Regions from separate parts of the Sus scrofa genome. Here region 2 is linked to region 1. A link is a contact called in public HiChIP or PLAC-seq data. All regions are on one chromosome and are shown on one strand. Each heading gives the region's core, a stretch centred on a gene start, on an enhancer-like site or on the middle of the called end of the contact. The rest is flanking DNA. Distances are from core to core; before and after follow the strand shown.

Region 1 (3,151 bases), core at 318-2,817:
CTGAGCCATGACAGCCACGATGGGAACTCCGATGGTGCTGATTTTAGAAGCTTGCTTCTACCAACGCCAGGCCACTTTCAGCACACTTAATCTTATGCGTGATTTGAATGGCTTTGTCTGATGTGCCTGGGATCAGGGAGTTTTTCTTTCAGAAATCCAGAACTCCATTTAATTAGGCATCAGGAACCTTGGTTCCCAAACTGAATTGGAGTGAGCTCTTTTTCCGCACAAAAACAAAGCAATGCATTACATAGAGTCATATGATTCTACTTTTTTTTTCCCCCCAGGGAGTTTCCCCATTTTCTCATAATGAGAGATCATTAAAATAACCAGGAGACAAATGGCACCAAATTAATAAAACTGTAGATCAAATGATCCTGTGTTACCTATTTTTGCTCAATGGTAGTCGAGGAATGCATTGATTAAACTGCCAGCAAACCATTATGGTCGTATTCATTACTATAGCGTAATCTATTTTATTATGAGAGGATAATAACTAACACAGTCTTGCAGACAGTTCTCTGTGGGCTAAGCGATCATTTACTGTGGATCCGCACCAAAGAACACTGGGTTCATTTTGCTCACCGTGGAGCGGAGCCTTCACCTTGGGAGGGGAGAGGGTTAGCTTGCGGGATTCCCAGGTAGAGGGGGCTTTGACTACTGCTGTGAAATCTATAATGATTCAGGAGAGGTTTCAGAAATATCCAAAAAGATAGTCAATGGGCGGATTTTATTAATTTCGGGTTGTTTTTAATCTACTCCATACCCAATAGTGGACTCGATTGATTTCTCCTGTGCTTATTTATTCATTAGGCTTACTCATTCATTATTCATTAGGCAGACAGGTGTGCTCGGAGATCAATATCGCAAAACCCTGAGTTGCTCTCAGCCTGGTGGGAGAGGCAAGGGGGTAGCCCAGCCGTTAGGACGTGTGGGGGATGGAGATTTGCACTGAGATTTCTAATACAGAACTGGAGAGATGATTTTGTCACTGGACGCAGATGGCCTCAGAAGCACAGCCCTTAGAACAATAACGGTGATGAACTTGGGTGCAATCAGCAGGCTGTCTGCATTTGAACCCAGATCCCCTGTCACTCACAAGCTAGGAGTTCCTGGGCAAATGACCTCATCCCTTCAATCCAAGTTTCTTCTCTGCAAGATGAGGGTGATAACAGAACCCCCCCTCGCACTGTTTGTTTTTCGTTTTGTTTTGTTTTTTGCTTTTTAGGGCCCAACTTGTGGCATATGGAAGTTCCCAGGCTAGGGGTGGAATCGGAGCTCAGCTGCTGGCCACAGCCACAGCCACGCAGGATGTGAGTCATAACTGCAACCTGCACCACAGCTCATGGCAACGCCAGATCCCTGACCCACTGAGCGAGGCCAGGGATTGAATCCGCATCGTCACGGATACTAGTCGGATTCGTTTCCGCTGAGCCACAGTGGGAACGCCCCACCCCCTCATCACGTGCATGATTGCAGTATGTTTCCTGTCTATAGTCTTATCAGGTTCTCCAGTACAGAGGAACCACTGTCACCACATGCTTGCTTTTACCCATGAAGAAATTTAGTAAAGCTTAGCATTTCCTAAGTACTTTCCCTGAGGTCGCCAAGCTGGCCAGAGGCAGAACTAACATAGGCAGGCAAGTCTCCTGTCCTCCTAAATGCATGCTCTTAACCAGTATGAAGTGAGCATTCGTATACATCAGTGGTTTTGTTTTTGTTTTTGTTTTTGTTTTTTTGTCTTTTTGCCTTTACCAGGGCCGCTCCTTCGGCATATGGAGGTTCAGGCTAGGGGTCTAATCAGAGCTGTAGCTGCCAGCCTGTGTCAGAGCCACAGCAACTCGGGATCCAAGCCGCGTCTGCAACCTACACCACAGCTCACAGCAATGCCAGATCCTTAACCCACTGAGCAAGGCCAGGGATCAAACTTGAAACCTCATGGGTCCTAGTCAGATTTGTTAACCACGGAGCCATGACAGGAACATGACAGTGTTGTTTAATGCAAGGGTCACAAAATACCCTGAGGACCCAGGCAGGAGGTTTGCTCCCTCTTCTGATTTTCTTGAAATCTGAATTTTTGTCTGAAGTCTTTTGATTGAACTCTTTCAATTTAAAACAGAGTGTGAGCCCCCACAAAACCTGGCTGCAGGCTGGACAGGCCCAGGAGCTACTGGGCTGCAAGCTCTGCTTTGAAGGGAGACATCTCTGCTGGCACTTGGTACCCTGAAAGCTGCCTGGCTACTCCTTTCTACTGAAATTTGTGCTTGGAGGATCCTTGCTGGTCTCTGTGCAGTGAGAAATCTCTGGTACCAGCTGGCTGCAAGGAGACGGACTGCTTCTTCTCCAGCCCCAGAACCCATCACTCACGGTTGTCAGGAAGGCTGGTCACCGTCCATCCTGTAAGGAAGCTTATCTGCTGGTGCTGCCCCCATCCTCAGAGTGATTCCTGGGATTGCACAGGCAGGCCCCCCAGTGGCACCTCCTGTAGATGCTAGACCGGACCTGGCAAGGTCTGCTAGTATCTCCCTGGTTAAAGTTCAGGAGACCTGTTGCCCTGGCTGGTTGTTCTGGAATCCCACTTGGGAAGGCACGGTGCCAGAGGTGAGGGAGACCACCTTTAGAAATCAGATGGATCTGGCTTTGAGTCCTAGCTCCAACCCTAAGTAGCTCTGTGGCTTTAGAATGAGGGTTCCGTCTACTCAGCCTTAGGATTTTGTGAGAATAAGAAATAAGTTGTGTAAAGTCCCTTGGACAGTCCTTTGAATTGGGCCCATGATAAACACAGCTGTGAAAATTTATCCCAAATCCTATTGTTGGATGAGTTCCAAGTCACCGGGCAGGTAGCACATGGCATTGATGGGTCAGGGAAGCCAAGTGGATGGAGAGGAGGGATGATGAAGCCTCCACCAATCACAAGCCTCAGAAAGGAGGATGGCAGGATTTTAAGTCACCCGTTGGCTATTTGAAACAGGAAGTCTTCGGAAGTTCCCGTCGTGGCTCAGCAGCAACCAACCCCACTAGTATCCATGAGCACACAGGTTCAATGCATGGCCTCACTCAGTAGGTTAAGGATCTGGTGTTGCCATGAGCTGTGGTGGAAGTCGCAGGCACGGCTTGGATCTTGTATTGCTGTGGCAGTGGCATAGGCCAG
Region 2 (2,876 bases), core at 259-2,758, 210 kb before region 1:
GGCAAAGGCACTGACAGGGTTGGGAGAAGAACGTCAGGATTCCCTAAGATCCACCTGTCTTTCAGGTTTGCTTGGCACTGGCTGACAAATGGCTTAATATTCTTTCTGGGGCTTCTCAAAGAACTTTTTCTAGCCAGCCCACCCCACTTTACTGGGGGTAAAGTCCTGTTTGTTTTGAACTTCCCTTCTGGTTGTGCCTTGTGCAATTATCAGGCTTAAGGATTGTCACAAGGGAAGACTTCAGCAGTTGCTTTAGCAGTTCTTTTGGAAGACAGTTGGATTCAATGGTGATGGCATTAGTGGAATCAGAAACCCTGTCTCAGCTCAAATGGAATAGTATATCTGACTCAGTCTTGGGCAGTCTCAGTTTTATTCTTTAAAAAGGGGATGCAGGAGTTCCTGTCGAGATGCAGTGGTTAACGAATCCGACTAGGAACCATGAGGTTGCGGGTTCGGTCCCTGCCCTTGCTCAGTGGGTTAAGGATGCGGCATTGCCGTGAGCTGTGGTGTAGGTTACAGATGCGACTCGGATCCCGTGTTGCTGTGGCTCTGGCGTAGGCCGGAGGCTACAGCTCCGATTTGACCCCTAGCCTGGGAACCTCCATGTGCCGTGGGAGTGGCCCAAGAGATAGCAGAAAGACAAAAATAAATAAATAAATAAATAAAAATAAAAAAATAAAATGGGGATGCAGAGCAATGCCATTTTGGGTATGATTCCTGGGTATGGAATTTCCAGATCAGAGAAATCTAATACTTAAATTCTGGTAGCCCCCCTCCCCACCCCACCCCCCCTAATAGTTTATTTACTTTCTTTGGATGTTATTTTCAAAAAGATAAAACTTTTTTGGTAAGCTTTCTGTGAAACTCTTCACAGAGAGATGTGTGTATGTGTGTGTGTTTATTCTAAGAGATGGCCTTTTCTTTTTAAAGGCTTTTTTTTAAAGATATTCTAAGATGCCCTAATTAAAATTGGTAATTAATTTGTCTCAAAACAAACCTAATGTACTTCAGAAGTAGAAACCTAATAGGCCTCATTCATAAAATAGTAAGATATATTAAAAATTAGCTTCTAAAAGGCTATTGCTTAAAACATTTAAACAAATCACCAAAACTCTTCTAAATAACTCTTAAATCAAAAGAGAAATCAAACATGGAATTTCAGATTGTAGGGTGATTAATGAAAATGAGATTATCTCAAATCAAAACCCATGGGATGAGGCTAAAACTGTGCCCAGAGGAAAATTAATAGCCTATTTTAGAAATACTTTAGCTTTGGACATTAAATATAAAAGATGAAATGATTGAGTTAAAACTCCAATTTTTATTTCAAAAGGTCGTTGAGAACAACAAAGTATGTAGGAAAGGGACTAAGTAGAAATAAAAGCAGAAATTCATGAAACAGGACACAAACACAATAGCAGTTGTTCAACAAGATCCTCTAAGTACTCCACAGCACGTGATGTTAATCTAGTTCCTCCTAGGGTTAGAATCTGTGACTAGCTGCATGTTCCTAACTCCCATTGTTTGTTCAGTGCTTCTTTTGTGGCTACTGAGTGAAGGAAGTGGTAGGTAGCAGGAGGAGCCCCTGAAGTTTCATATGATTTAGGTTGGGTAAGTGGGTCAGGGGAAGTTATCACTTAGCCTGCCCACATCAAGGTAGAGCAAATCTTCTGTGCTTTTGTCCTATTGACCAACTTCCTCTTGCCTTTGAGAATAATTTGGGGAGTTCTCATTGTGGCTCAGTGGTAACCATGAGGTCGTGGGTTCGATCCCTGGCCTCTCTCAATGGGTTAAGGATCTGGTGTTTCCGTGAGCTGTGGTGTAGGTGGAAGATGCTGCTCGGATATGGCTTTGCTGTGGCTGTGGTGGAGGCTGGAAGCTGTGGCTCCAAATCGACCCCTAGCCTGGGAACCTCCATATGCTGCAGGTGCGGCCCTACGAAAAACAACAAATAATTTGGCCGGCGGGGTGTTTTGTTGTCCTGTGTAATACATTGACACTCGTGCAGGTTTGCAAAGAGCCTGGCCCGTCAGCTCTGATGCCTTCCTGGTTCTTGTAAAGCCGGCATTCTCCTGGGCCTAGAGTTGGGCTGGGGACTGGAGGGTGGCCCTTGGGGAACTGGGAAAGGGGCTTCTACCTTGCTAAGCACAGGGCTACTCTCTGGGAGGAATGGGACGCTAACCTCGTGGGCCGGGGATCGGTTTTGACGTGCTCCAAGCAGCATGCATTGCTGATCTGCCATGCATCCTGTGCTGGAAGGATTGCATGCCTGCATTGCTGTAGCTTTATCCAGGCCGTTCACAGACACTTCACTTGCAGTCTTACTGGGGACCTGCTGTGTACCAGGCACTGTGCTAGGAGCAGCGGACAAAACAGTGTCCCAGCCCCGCCTGTAGCTCCCGTCCTGGGAGGACGTGAGCATGTGTAGAGGGGGTCGTCAGGACAGGCTTTTCTGACAAGTGGACATTTAGGCTACAGTGAATAGAAGGGGATTAGGCAGGGATTGGAGGAAGAGGGGGACAGTGTGACCGACAGGATGAAGGGCATAGAACGTCAGCTGGGGAGGGACAAGAGCCGGGGCCGCTGTAAAGCGCTCTCCTGTGTAAGGGGCCCTGCAACCCCTTCAGCGTATTCATCAGCCCCGTTTGCCTAAAGCCTGAAATGTTGACTGGCGTAGACGTTACATGATGTGGAGGGGGACCTGGACAGACAAAAACAGTTTCCTGTTGCTTGTCCAAAACCGTTCTGCCTCCGATGGTCTTTTTTTTTTTTTGTCTTTTTGTCTTTTGTTGTTGTCGTTGTTGCTATTTCTTGGGCCGCTCCCGCGGCACATGGAGGTTCCCAGGCTAGGGGTCGAATCGGAGTTGTAGCCACCG

Evidence for each region. HiChIP or PLAC-seq counts read pairs in DNA pulled down with a chosen protein or histone mark.
Region 2: an H3K27ac HiChIP or PLAC-seq map of alveolar macrophages shows a contact between it and region 1. The contact joins two enhancer-like sites. A contact is called at or near these places in 1 of 47 Hi-C or Micro-C datasets (embryonic fibroblasts) and 1 of 2 datasets of contacts at active chromatin or transcription factors (alveolar macrophages).

Annotation. Positions count from the first base shown.
Region 1 is chr3:27,265,522-27,268,672 of Sscrofa11.1, reverse strand. All of the region lies in intron 3 of XYLT1 (xylosyltransferase 1), which reads left to right. Among named protein-coding and RNA genes, the nearest start is that of XYLT1, 230 kb to the left of the region's middle. Within about 2 kb of position 1,567, at least 10 of the 83 cell types and tissues checked have an H3K27ac peak or open chromatin away from gene starts, as enhancers often do. A contact at or near this core is called in alveolar macrophages, where this site is marked.
Region 2 is chr3:27,473,848-27,476,723 of Sscrofa11.1, reverse strand. The region is part of intron 1 of XYLT1 (xylosyltransferase 1); the gene reads left to right. Among named protein-coding and RNA genes, the nearest start is that of XYLT1, 17 kb to the left of the region's middle. Within about 2 kb of position 1,508, at least 3 of the 83 cell types and tissues checked have an H3K27ac peak or open chromatin away from gene starts, as enhancers often do. A contact at or near this core is called in alveolar macrophages, where this site is marked.